Regions from separate parts of the Mus musculus genome. Here region 1 is linked to region 2. A link is a contact called in public Hi-C data. All regions are on one chromosome and are shown on one strand. Each heading gives the region's core, a stretch centred on a gene start, on an enhancer-like site or on the middle of the called end of the contact. The rest is flanking DNA. Distances are from core to core; before and after follow the strand shown. Region 1 overlaps Sorbs2 (sorbin and SH3 domain containing 2). Region 2 overlaps Sorbs2 (sorbin and SH3 domain containing 2).

Evidence for each region. A called contact is a pair of places that touch in the nucleus more often than the background predicts.
Region 1: a contact with region 2 is called in a Hi-C map of muscle stem cells, with 2.1 times the contacts expected there. The contact joins two enhancer-like sites. A contact is called at or near these places in 13 of 39 promoter capture datasets (the 3T3-L1 cell line, 3T3-L1-derived adipocytes, cranial neural crest and 7 more), 2 of 484 Hi-C or Micro-C datasets (muscle stem cells and nephron progenitors) and 2 of 9 other capture datasets (adipose tissue and pancreatic islet).

The regions. Positions count from the first base shown.
Region 1 is chr8:45,760,785-45,768,221 of GRCm38.p6, forward strand. Sorbs2 (sorbin and SH3 domain containing 2) reads left to right here. Exons shown (of 24, transcript NM_001205219.1): 8 at 2,235-2,407. All of the region lies in intron 1 of Sorbs2os (sorbin and SH3 domain containing 2, opposite strand), which reads right to left. Among named protein-coding and RNA genes, the nearest start is that of Sorbs2os, 55 kb to the right of the region's middle. Within about 2 kb of position 5,522, at least 13 of the 459 cell types and tissues checked have an H3K27ac peak or open chromatin away from gene starts, as enhancers often do. A contact at or near this core is called in muscle stem cells, where this site is marked.
Region 2 is chr8:45,584,886-45,591,361 of GRCm38.p6, forward strand. The region is part of intron 1 of Sorbs2 (sorbin and SH3 domain containing 2); the gene reads left to right. Gm16351 (a long non-coding RNA gene) reads right to left here. Exons shown (of 5, transcript XR_003947381.1): 4 at 3,787-3,845; 5 at 1-3,065. Among named protein-coding and RNA genes, the nearest start is that of Gm16351, 17 kb to the right of the region's middle. Within about 2 kb of position 2,311, at least 19 of the 459 cell types and tissues checked have an H3K27ac peak or open chromatin away from gene starts, as enhancers often do. A contact at or near this core is called in muscle stem cells, where this site is marked.

The sequences.
Region 1 (7,437 bases), core at 4,272-6,771, 180 kb after region 2:
ATCGTCTTGGGGCTCATTAAAGAAGAGTCTAAATATACTTGTGCCGTTTCTAACGCTACTCTTGGGAGCCATTTGTGAGGCTTGTAATGATCTCCTTTTAGAGTGTAAGAAAGAAGAGCTTGTTTGTGCCAAATTTCTCTCTTTGACAGCCAGTCCACAGTTCAGTTTTATAACACACTCCACTATTTCAACATTTTGTGATGGAATTATGCGTTATTATACACGAAAACGAAACTTTCTAAGTCATTTTAGCCATAACATTTTCCTAAATGATCATTAAGTGGGACTCTTTATCCCAGTGTCCAACTTAGTGAACGGTTTTCCCTATTTTACAGAATAAAAAATATACCCAAGTACAGACAGCCCTTGACTTCAGACCTAACTAGTGAGTAGATTTTACACATAAACTGTTTGACATGGAAAGAAATTTCCTGTGTAAACATTGAATCAGTTCCAATTAGCTAAGGCAGTGATGGGAGGGGAGCAGGATTTACAAGTCTGCTCTGCCCTAGGTGAACTTTAAGACAAAAGATTGCAAATATAACAGTTTATGGACCATATAAAAGAAGTATAAAAAGAGCTAGCTTTCATTGCAAAAGCTGCAGGTTTGTACAGTCACATGAACTATAGGTGGGGACAGACTTGATACTCTCTACTAGGACTGTGGCGCATCCTACATGCTCAGAAATCACTGGTTGCTGACAAAAGTCCTAGCATTGTGGCTATCCTGTTGAGGACAGTAAAGAATTAAATTAAAAGGTCAATCAGGGCAAAATAACATTGTGACCACTCAGAGTGGCTGGGAAAATGGGATTTGTATAAGCAATGACACAGGAAACAGTTCCATTTCTAGACTCCTCCATTCCATTCAGAGATACCTTGAGTTGCTTTCCTGTTGTAAACTAAATTAAAAGTGGACTTAATTACAGCCACTATAGTAATATACTGGATATTAGCCTTGAGAGAGCTTAATGCTAAATACCCATGTGAAAATGAGTCAAATTCTTAAATGTTTATTTTATGTTGTTCTATGTGACATCATCATAAAATACACATATATAATATAAAAGTTCATTATACATGATATAAATATTAGTTGTAATTCATATATATGAAAATGAAACAAACACATATATATGAATAGAATCAGCAAATGCTATCCTGAAACAAACAAAAAAATGTTTTCAGCTTCCACAGAAAGGAACTAAGTGACAGACTTTGCTAAGACAGGTCATGCAGTCTTTAAAACAGCAGGAAGTCACATCACTACTGTTTGACAAGCCTGCCAATGATGCTGATTTTCCAAAACTATTATTTTTACCTCAGAATGAACAGAACAGGTAGTGTATACATGTGTTCTGTTACCCCTGAAAGTATTCCAAAGATTCATAATCTTAACGTGAAGATAGAAATTTGTTTTTTTTTCTTTCCATTTTTTATTAGGTATTTAGCTCATTTACATTTCCAATGCTATACCAAAAGTCCCCCATACCCACCCACCCCCACTCCCCTACCCGCCCACTCCCCGAAGATAGAAATTTGATGAGCCTCATGTAACCATGTATGTAACTTTAATCCTTAAAACAACTGTCTGTCTTGAAGGATAAACCGCCATTGCATGGGCATTTCACCATAAAGCCAACAATATTAAATAAAATTCAATAAAACCTAATTACTGAAAAAGCACTTATTTACCTAGAAGCCTTCACTTTTCTAGTGCGTATCTAGTTCTAAACATAATTTTCAATTGACTTTTATTTTCATTTTATTTTTACGGAATTGTATCTTTGGATCATAATCCTATGACTTCTCTAAAACACCTTACTACTTTCTCACGATGGCAGCCATAAGCCTCATGAGGATCATTATGAGTTGTGACCTGAGTACACTTTACCAGGTTTCTTTCGGCTTCTGCTGCCCCCACCCCACCCCCACCCTTGTCCTGTCCCTCCCAAGATTTCGGGAAGGAAAGTGAGGTGGGACATGCTCAGTGTCTCCTCAATGGTGGCTGCACATGTCATTCATCAAACATTCCTCCTCTCGTCCTTCTTTGTAAGACACCGAAGTCCTTGGTGTCCCATGCATATGTGTAATACCTGCTGCTGAACGAGACAGAGTAAATATGGGAAAAGGCACGGAGGTAGAAAGGATTCTACGATGGTTGTCAATCAATGGACAAGAGGCACCATTAGTTTATACCCAATGTGTTCCCTGTCACTGTATTTTCCACTCAGATTCTGCAGAGACATATTCCCAGCATGCCCAGTCCCTGGATGGCACCATGGGAAGCTCCATCCCGCTCTATAGATCCTCCGAGGAAGAGAAGAGGGTCACGGTCATCAAAGCCCCGCATTACCCAGGGATCGGCCCTGTGGATGAGTCTGGAATCCCCACAGCCATTAGGACGGTAAGCCACGCATACCAGCACATGTGTCCCTCTGGGTCTGTGTTTGAGCTCCACAAAGGATGGATTGTGCATAGCTCTGTGCATTCCTAGGGTCTTATAGCATAAAGATTGTCCTCGGAGCCTTCCGAGCTGCCATGAATACCACGCTGTGTGGCAGAGGGCTGGGCGGTGAAGATAATCTCACAGTCTGTTTTCTCCATTTAAATTTAAAACCATGAAAATGGAGGAGTTTGTTAACTAATAACACTTTGTTTTTAACTTTCTATCAAAGCAAGGTGAAGCCTAGAGAGAGAAGGAAGGCGGGGTGGGGGGAGTTACTCCTTTCACAGCCCGCAATTCCCACATGCACTGTAAAAAGACAAGTGATTTGTTTCTTGAAATGGATGTGAGTTAACACCACGGGATGGGAAACTGTGAATTGGGACTTGGGAGGCGAGATGATTGGAGTGAAGGGAAGTAATGTCATGGGAGGGAAAAAGCTGTCAGAGAGAGAGAGAGAGAGAGAGAGAGAGAGAGAGAGAGAGAGAGAGAATATTTGCGCATCCCTCCCAGCTGGGCCTGCTGAGAGCTCTCTGTATGATAAGTGAAAGTGGAAAGTGGAAAGCATTGAGGGCATTTTTTTTAAGTCTTTAAACTCTGCCAAAGCGTTACTCAGTGCGCTGCCAGGGCAGCCCTTTCTGGGGCAGCCCTTTCTGGCAACGCTGCTCACAGCAGCAGAGCCTAGGCAGGCAGCTGTGTGCTGACCAGGTCCACGGCAAGAGGAGGTCTGTGAGATCAGAGAAGGAAGACCCGGGAAGGCAGGATGAGAGCCACAGCGTCTTTGCAGGTGAAGGTGGAGGCGGGGGCTTGAGAGGAGGCAGCTCCAACTGCAAAGAGGTTGCCTCTGCACCCACATAAAGGGCCGAGGTGCTGCCAAGAGTAGGTTTTCCTTGAACGGAAATGCAGGGGACCAGAGGCAGTGAGGAACCTAGAAAAAGAATGGTCAGGGTATCAGGCAAGAAGCAGTGGTGAGACAGGAAACATTTTGAAGAAGTTGTAGAAGTACGAGGGTTTCCTTCTGTCTTTGAGTTTGCAATCATCATGTTTTATATACAGAGTTCAGAATTGATTATTCTTGGCATTGGTGTTGTGGTTGAAGCCAAAAAAAAAAAAAGTATATCTGTATAGCATGCATTTGGGATTTAGACTTCTCAGATTGATAATAATGTTGAATGTAACTAATTATAAAGCTCAAAAATTTTGTGTTGGAAATCATGATGGTCATATTTAAGTGACAGAAAAATCCCAGGGCTTGTGACTAATATGCTCCGTTTTATGACAGTTGTATGTTTCTAATGGCAGTGTTTTGACATTTGTTTTCCCTTCAGAATTTCTGACTTGAAGTGGCTAAGTTTGAATTTTCCCATGGTAAATGAAGGCATAGTGACTCAGTCAGGAGTAGTGTTGTGGATTTTGCCTGTTAGCCCTTGAGACACAGTATGCACATAGGCCATTGCTTTCTATGCAGTTACAGTCGGTTTGGTTTGGGGTTTTTGTTGTTGTTGTTGTTGTTGTTGTTGTTTTTGGTTTGGGTTTTTTGTTTTTTTTTGTTTTTTGGGGTTTATTTTTAGGGTTTTTGTTTGTTTGTTTGTTTGTTTGTTTTGTTTTTGTTTTTCGAGACAGGGTTTCTCTGTGTAGCCCTGGCTGTCCTGGAGCTCATTTTGTAGACCAGGCTGGCCTCGAACTCAGAAATCCACCTGCCTCTGCCTCCCGAGTGCTGGGATTAAAGGCGTGTGCCACCACGCCCGGCTACAAGTATGTTTTTTAAGTTAGTAAAGAATATATAAAGATAGGCACATTAATGTGACTCACTCTTTCTAATGTACAGACTTCTAATCGGGGATGTTTTACTTGATAAACTGTTGCTTTGTTGGGCTTTTTAAGGAAAAAAAATCTAAGATGTTGGAGGTGCATGATAAAGCAGTTAATAAAAGTAATATAAAATTTATATTATCTGCTGCCAAATGATGAGCAACCACATACATCCACTAAAAGTGTGATGATAGTCTCCCTTATAGGAACTGAAGGTGAATTATTCGCCACTGCAGAAGGGTCCTTATAAGGAGCCCTCTTTTTTTTTCCTGTATAACTTGCTCAGACTTTTAAAGCTGCACAAAGACAGGAGGGGTCCTGTCTGTGTTTACTACTCGGTAGGCTTACTAACTACATATGCAAGGATAGATCTGTGTTTATAAATGCCTGCCATCCCTGAGCCAAGAATGTCCGAGGTCATTTTCTTCCCTCATTCGTGTAGAAAGTAAAGATTACCAGACTCAGGTGGCCTCAGCCTCCTGCTCGGTATGGACATTAAAAGCGGGACTCTCTCACTCAGGCATGTCAGGGAATCCGCTCAGATAATTAATGGATGCCATGGTAACAGGATATTGTAAAGTGGTCCAGTGACTGCTAAAAACAAGCACCGGACACCCTCTACTTTTGACTTCTCATGAATTCAAAATGCCTTTGAGGATGTCTCATCTCCTGTGACCTGGGATGTCTGTCAGCCTTTTCCTGTCATATTCTTAAAAACAGCAACAAAATTCCTCTAGGGCTCAGAGCCCATGAGACTGTGAATAAAGCCTGACTAAGTGGCATGCAAGATTTCATTTTTTTTTAAGATTCAAATAGAACAACTGTTTGGCTGATTTAGAGCTAGAAGGGGAGAGTAGAATAGGATTGTTATTGTCATATGTGGAGAAAACATATCTGGTTTTTTTAAGTGTCTGCATGTTAAATAAGTGTATTATGCCAATGTTTCATAACTAGAAGGAGATGAAAATTGGAGCCCCTTCCTAGAGGGCCATGAATGACGGCTGTGTGGTAGAGTCCCAGAGGTTAGATAGTTCACGCAAAATGCTTTTGGAGGACACATCTGAAAGTAAATGTCCCAAATAGGGACTTCTGCACTTATAACCTCAGCGTGAGACATAATGTGCTCCAAAATGGCCTTGCCGAAAGGAACCAAAGTGTTCACAGCATGTCTTCTAGAAAGCGACACTGCATCTGCATATCCCAGCGTTACCAGCTTCAGAAGCGACTCTGCCAGCCAGCCAGCCACTTCCTGGCTTCTCTGTGCTCACCATATAAAGCTAGCCAGTGGCGTAACTGTGAGATCCTGCCTGATATAGGCCCTATGGCGAGTGTAGACAACAGTGCTGTCTGTCACAATGCATTGCCGTAGACAGCGATGTATTTCCTTATTCGGCGTCCTTGTCCCCATTGGCTGTGTCCAGGTACAGTGAGAAACTATTTTTATATGCAGTTGTATGTCACTTTGCTGTTGTTGTTGCTCTGCTAGCACAAAAGTGTAAAAGAGGTGAAGCTCAACGAAAGGGAAACCTGCCTTTTAAAAAAAAGAAAGGTCTCCTAAAGATATGTGTTTAAGTAGTGTGTGTGTGTGTGTGTGTGTGTGTGTATTTGTGTGTGTGTGTGTATTTGTGTGTGCGCATGTATATGAACATGTGTACATGTGTGGGTGGGTGTGCATGGAGAGGCTAGAAGTTGAAACTGGGTGTCTTCTTCAATTCTTGTCCTGGCTTTGTCACCAAGCCCAGAGCTGCCTCTGCCTCCTCAGTGCTGAGAAGCCCACTGCCGTGCCTAGCTTTCTGCACAGGTACTAGAAACAGGAGTTGGGTTTTCATTCTTGAATGGCAGGCACCTTACTGATGTAAGCCCCCTCGCCAGCCCACCATGTTCCAGTACTGTGCACGAACCAGCAAACGGCAGACTCCTGATTCTTTGCTGGATTACTCCCCACCCCAGCCCCCAGCATCAGTTTCCATAATCTGCCCATTATTTGATTACTGATGCTCTCAAGCTCCCGTTGTTGAAGAAGCCTACAATGCATATGTGACTCTCAGCAGAACTGATGTTCTCTGGTAACTGTCACAACTGTCTACTTTTCAGAAGTCAAAATAAATTTAAATACCACTTAACAGTTTCTGGGAGGAAAAAAAAATGCAATGACCACATATACAAAAGAAAAATCAGAATATAAGATATTGAACAGTTTCTGCTCTCACAAGTATAAATCCTACCCAATGTTTTTCTTAATTAGACATTTTCTTCATTTACTTTTCAAATGCTATCCTGAAAGTTCCCTATACCCACCCCACCCTGATCCCAAACCCACCCACTCCTGCTTCCTGGCCCTAGCATTCTCCTGTACTGGGGCATATGATCTTCGTAAGACCAAAGGCCTCTCCTCCCAATGATGGGACTAGGCCATCTTCTGCTACATATGCAGCTAGAGACATGAGCTCTGGGGATACTGGTTAGTTCATATTGTAGTTCCTCCTATAGGGTTGCAGACCCCTTTAGCTCCTTGGGTACTTTCTCTAGCTCCTTCATTGGGGGCCCTCTGTTCCATCCAATAGATGACTGTGAGCATCTACTTCTATATTTGCCAGGCACTGGCATAGCCTCACAAGAGATAGCTATATCAAGGTCCTATCAGCAAAATCTTGCTGACATATGCAATAGTGTCCGGGTTTGGTGGCTGATTATGGGATGGATCCCCAGGTGGGGCAGTCTCTGGATGGTCCTTCCTTCCGTCTTAGCTCTGAACTTTGTCTCTGTAACTCCTTCCATGGGTATTTTGTTCCCCATTCTAAGAAGGAACGAAGTATCCACACTTTGGTCGTCCTTCAATGACCTTGGAAAATCTGATGCTTTCAGTCGCCTGTACACAGAATAGTTAACTTCTGACCCAACTGGCTTTGATAAAATTGAAATGAAGATCTTGCCGAGAAGATGGCTGCACTACAGGAATGTGTGTTTTCACAGACTATAGCATAGAGTCACTCCCAATAAGCTAGGGTTGCTCAGTATTTCACTCCACAGATGTTGGAACTCCCCCACTGATTTTATATTTTGAGATTTGTTATAGCGGAAGGACTATCCTGAGCCCCTTAACATACCTTGTAAGAAATAAGGCAGAGAGTAAAGGAGGGGGCTGCCCAGTGTCTACGTCTGGTTTCTACGTGTTCATG
Region 2 (6,476 bases), core at 1,061-3,560:
GAATATCGGCTCCTATGAAGCTCTTCTTCCTAGGCTTGGTATCTACCGCCCTCTTCCTATGATAGACTTCATTTACTCCCACCAAGTAACCTTCTGTCATCAGTAAGTCTTTAATTTATATGTCTGCCCTAATTTTTATGCTTTGTAGAAGTCATGAATCAAGTATCGCCAAGCAACTCACAGACCAAGTTTCTGAGACACAGCTGTAAGTCTCTTTCTTTGACTTGAATGCTGAGTTGAGGAAGAAATTCCGCACTGGACGTGGTCTTGCTTATATCAAAAAGTGGCTCGTTGGGAGCAGGAGATTTTTCTCCAGCCTGAGGTGTTCTTTCACCCTTCCGTTCCATGCCAGTTTTTTACCATTATGAGAACAATGACTTCATTCTCTCCAGTTGATAACAATAATGACACACTTTTTATAACTTGAAAAGGCCTCTGCTTATTGATATGGAGGTTAAAATTAACTATAACACAGGAGTCTCCCATTGCATACCTCACCTTATCTTGTGGAGCAAAAATGAGGAAGACAGAAAACATGTCCAGCTCGTGGCTGATTGGGGCTTTGTCAGTGCTAATCTGTGCTCCTGGAGAAGCCTTTATTGTCTCTTTAAGCTCGTGTCACAGCTAGCTAAGCTACATTTTGTTGAACAGAGTCTAGCTAAATGGAACAATCACAGTAAAACAGGTAAAAGGAAAAAAGACTGTGCCAAAGGGGTCTTGACATTTAATTCACAGTAACATTTGATAGGCTAATAAATGTGAAAACTAACAACTGATCTTTATCTCTCAGAGGCAGCACATATCTTTTAGTTACAGCCCTCAACTGCATTTTCTGTGCTGAATTCTGACTAAAATCCACAAGAACAATAGTATTTAAATTAGTTTAAGCGAGGATGATAACTTGAGTTTTGGACCCTGGTATAATAAGAAGTTTGAAAATGAGAATGTAATCTTATTTGGTCATGCTAGTGTTTATGAATCTAACCCCTATCTTCTATTAAAAATAAATAAATAAACAAACCCTGTATTTGAAAAATCACCTCTGTCCAAACAGAAAAGAAAGTAACACATTTTACACGTGGACTTCTACATATGAATTAGCTGCCAGTGTGGTGGGTTTTCAGATAATGGTGGATCCTATCACGAAAGGATAATAGAGAGACTTTGCATCTTATTGCAATTGTCTGAGCTCTTATCGCTCTCCTCAACTTAATTAACACAACCTCCTAGGACTGTACATTATTTTTAATCTCTGTTTTTCAACCACTGTTTTGGGCAGATTGTTGTCGAATACAGGCGTTCTCCATCAAGGTTTATTGTTATTCAGATTATACACAGTGTTTAAAGAGGAATCTCTCATTATTGCTAGCCTTGCCTAGTGCTCTTTTTTAAAAATGTGTAGTGCCTCTAATGTGTAAACACAGATGTTATGTGGAAGGATTGGCCATTTATTCTAATCGTGAACTATTGCATAGTAAGATTCATTAATCCACAGGAGAGCTTTTGGCCATTCTGTCTCACCCCACTGCTTGCCTGGTGTGTATGAGGTTATCTCCTTAAAAGTAGCATCATGCATTTAACTTCACATATTTTTACTACAGTGCCTTGTCAGGGGAAAACAGGAGTAGGGTCTGAGGGTGATGAAAGGCAGGAGGAAGAAGAGATAGCTTCCCCGCATGCTTTCCAGGCTGAAAAAGATTCATCACAAGGTCAAGCCATCTGAGAAATAATAAGTGTTTCTTGCACACTGTGGATGAAGGATGCGGATATGGATACCCCATGCTGCCTCCAATAGCTAAGGATTCAGTAAGAGAGAGAGGACTGCTCGCTCACAAATGTTCATGTGGAAGGTCAGCTGGTACTCCAGTCGTGGGAGGAATCTGTAGGCACTCTGTGTTAAGCCAGAAGATTTCCCCTTGGGAAGTTCTGCTGCCATGGCAGCGAGCTGAGGTCCCATTTCGTGACCTTTCAATGAAGGCTTTGTACTGTAATGAAAGATCCGCAAAATGAGATTCATGATATCACTTTTATGCATATGACCACTCAGTGGCTGATGATGAAGGCTCTGGGTAACCCTGATTTTACACGATCTGGCCTCTTCGGGCCTCGTTTGTAGTCCCTGCCCGGTTTCCATTCACCTCCATGTTGCCATTGCACCGAACATTTCTCTAGCCTCATTCCTTGTATAGCCACAATTTTCTGCTCAATTTTTACGTTTATGGAAATTATGTTCCTTTCCACACTCTGTAGCCAAATAATCATGGTAATTTCAATTCTCTGGTCTCCACTGCCAGAATCTGACTCATGCCACCACCAACCCTCTTTCAGGCTACAGCCATCCCGCCCTGCTTCAAATCACCGCCCTGTTATCCAGTCTCTGCCACACAGCGGGCGAAGCATTCTGTATCAGGGACAAATCAGATCTGTTTTCACTCCAAGAAGGAAATTCAGATTCCTGTGTTTGACCTCCGCATCATTGCCTGCTGCCTTAGCTCTGCTTCCCGATGCTGATTACGGGCCTGATTCTTGTTCTGCGTCCCACAAGCACCTCTTTTGGGTCTAACAGATACACTCTTTCTGATCTCAGGGACTCTGGCGCATCCCATCTGCTCTAAAGATTCTTCTCCAGCATGTCCTCAGGGCTCCTCCACTCAGTGAGACCTTGGAATTAATGTTGTACCTTTGGGAGGCCTCATCTAACCAGGTAGACTGTTACCACACTAGCTCAGCCTCTGCTAGTTACCCTCCAGCACACTCTATTGTTTCTCCGACTTTTCTCTTAGCTGCAATTATTGATACCTAGTTTGTTTACTCTATTATCTTTCTCTGGAAACATCGAAAGGAAAAACTCTCCCCCATCCAATGCCTAGTATCTTCTGGATCTCACACACTCAACAGCTGTCTCCTTATCCATGAGCCAGTTTTCTTCCTCTTCTTGTTCTTCATCTGCTCAGCGTTTTTCTCTGCGATCCTATTTCACATTCAGTATGGAAAGTTTCCCAGAATTTAATAATGCTTATAAAAACTGCCATTGACCTTTTATTTATGGTGGACCTTCAAGCAACCTCCAAAGGGAGAAAAAAAAAGTTGATAAATGATGAGAGGTCCCTTAGCATATGGTTAAATATTTACTGACTAGATGTCATTTCCCCTCTCTGTCATCTTTCTGCGTGGCTAACAGTATTTGCTGCTTTACTGGCTCATTATCTGTGAGCACCTGTTCTTGGAAATAACAGCCAAAAGTACCTTAGGTTTTGTTGAGTTGCCATCTTTCTTTTCACCTCTAGTCCCCTCCCCTCATCCTCGTGGTTCTATTTACTCCCTATAGTTTATGGGCTACCCTTGTCTCAGGTACTAGCAATACAAAGGGGATTTTAAAATGGAAGGCAACCTCTAGCCTATCTATCAGAGATGATTGACAAGTAAAAAAAAAAATCTAGGATATATATATATATATAATCTCTTGGGGGTAAAATGGCCACTGAAGTTGTTTGCTTTCCAGCTATATGAATAGCAATAAACAACATCCCATTAACAAGTTCTATTTTTACAGTCTTTCTGAAAATCCTATTACTGCCAGTACTGTATTTTTTAAAAGTCTTGGGAGAAACCTCCTTGTAGATGATAAGTTGATTTATTGTTTTAATTATAATTCACTGTCCTATTTTCTCATGTTTATCCCCATTAGTCTTCTTGGGTTCACCAAAACTATGAATTCATTATAAGGTATAAATAGACTCATCTCATCAGTTAGAAAAAGTTTACATTTCCAGAACTAATAATTACTTCCAAGTATCACCAGAAAGATCGACTCCTCTTGAAGTCTTCAGCATTCTTTGGCTGTCCTGATAAGAAGTAGATGACCCATGTTACAAGAAAAGAACATGAAAATCATTGCTTTCTTTTATTTTGGCTATTTCACCAATACGCTGCATGAAGCTAATTAACTCTTTAGGTAGAATTGTCTACCGTTCTGTTTATGGAGTGTTTTCATCTTATTCATCACAGTGGCCTGGGCTGCTTTACAGTCCTTCTGCTGTGTCTGCCTTAATGGTACCCTTATGGGCTTGCCTATGACCTAACAGTTTTCATGTTGACCCTGGCTAAAGGCAACTTATGGACCCAGAGGGGAGGAAATATGTCACCTGGAAACCCATGCTTCCCAATAAGCTTTAAGTAGTTGATTTTTCCACAGGATCTTTATTATCAACACATAAAGGGGAAAATGTAGGAAGGGTCACCATGGGAAATATGCATATCCAAGGGTGTTTTAAATGATAGTGCTGGATCTTGGGTTGTGGGCAATAATGGTAGTCTCTAAAGTTAAGAAAAATTCTTTTTTACTAGATATTTTCTTCATTTACATTTCAAATGCTATCCCGAAAGTCCCCTATACCCTCCCCTTGCCCTGCTCCCCAACCACTTCTGCTTCCTGGCCCTGGCGTTCCCCTGTACTGGGGCATATGATCTTTGCAAGACCAAGGGCCTCTCCTCCTAATGATGGCCGACTAGACCATCTTTTGCTACGTATGCAGCTAGAGACACAACCTCTGGGGGTACTGATTAGTTCATATTGTTGTTCCACCTATAGGGTTGCAGACCCCTTTAGCTCCTTGGGTACTTTCTCTAGCTCCTTCATTGGGGGCCCTGTGTTCCATCAAATAGATGACTGTGAGCATCCACTTCTGTATTTGCCAGGCACTGGCATAGCCTCACAAGAGACAGGAATATCAGGGTCCTGTCAGCAAAATCTTGCTGACATATGCAATAGTATCTGGGTTTGGTGAAGAACTCAAGAAGCTGGACCCCAGAAAATCTAATAACCCTATTAGTAAAAATGGAGTACAGAGTACAAAGAATTCTCAACTGAGGAATACTGAATGGCTGAGAAGCACCTGAAAAAATGTTCAACATCTTTAATCATGAGGGAAATGCAAATCACAACAACCCTGAGATTCCACCTCACACCAGTCAGAATGGCTAATATCAAAAATTTAGGTGGCAGCAGATGCTGACGAGGATGTGGTGAAAGAGGAACACTCCTCAATTGCTTGTGGGATTGCAAGCTGGTACAATAACTCTAGAAATCAGTTTGGCGGGTCCTCAGAAAATTGGACATAGTTCTACCAAAAGATCTAGCAATACCTCTCCTGGGCATATACCCAGAAGATATTCCAACTTGTAATAAGGACACATGCTCCACTATGTTTATAGCAGCCTTATTTATAATAGCCAGAACTGGAAAGAACCCAGATGTCTCTCAACAGAGGAATGGATACAGAAAATGTGGTACATTTACATAATGGAGTACTACTCAGCTATTAGCAACAATGAATTTATGAAATTCTTAGGCAAATGGATGGATCTGGAGTATATCATCCTGAGTGAGGTAACCCAATCACAAAAGAACTCACATGATATGCACTCACTGATAAGTGGATATTAGCCCAGAAACTTAGAATACCCAACATACAATTTGCAAAACACATGAAACTCAAGAAGAAGGAAGACCAAAGTGTGGATATTTCATTCCTCCTTAGAATGGGGAACAAAATACCCATGGAAGGAGTTACAGAAACACAGTGGAGCTGAGACAGAAGGAAGGACCATCCAGAGACTGCCCCATCCGGGGATCCATCCCATAAACAACCACCAAACCCAGGCACTGTTGCTTATGCCAGTAAGATTTTGCTGACAGGACCCCAATATAGCAGTCTCTTGTGAGGCTATGTCAGTGCCTGACAAATACAGAAGTGGATGCTCACAGTCATCTATTGGATGGAACATAGGACCCCCAATGGAAGAAATTTAATTAATTAATTAAATTAAAATTAATTAATTCTTAATTTTGCCCAGATTACAAAAATTTTACCTGTGGATATGAGAGGGTGGGACAAGTATGAAGTCTGACGGAAGGAACCAATCACTTCTATTGTACAGATTCCACAAGCCAACCAATGGCATCATGATATTAACACATAATTATTTTCTATTTTGCCACAGTTTAGACTTGTATCATTAGGATTTTACTGGAGGAAGTGGAAATCCACAGGCTAAGGAACTTGACCTATAGACAATTTTTAGATGCTATTATTGGGTCTCTGTGGAGAAGGCTAAAACTCAACAGAGATAGTAACATGGCCAGACCAGGTGACTATGTGGGAGAGAGCAGAGTTCAAATCCAGCCTGGCCATGAGTCCTATGATCTTTGTGATGCATGACACTTCTTTTTATTCTAAACTAAGAGCACCCTGGCTAAGAACTATGAGTTAAGTGGCAGAGACATGCCTCAGTGGTTAAGAGCTTTGTTATTCCTGTATCGATATCCAGTAGCCACATATAGTGGCCCACAACTGCTTATAACTTCAGCTCTACAGGATCAGACACACTCTTCTTGCCTCTTCAAGTGCTGGCACACACCTCTGCACATATGTTCACACAATCATGCACATATGTGTACACATCAATAATAAGCA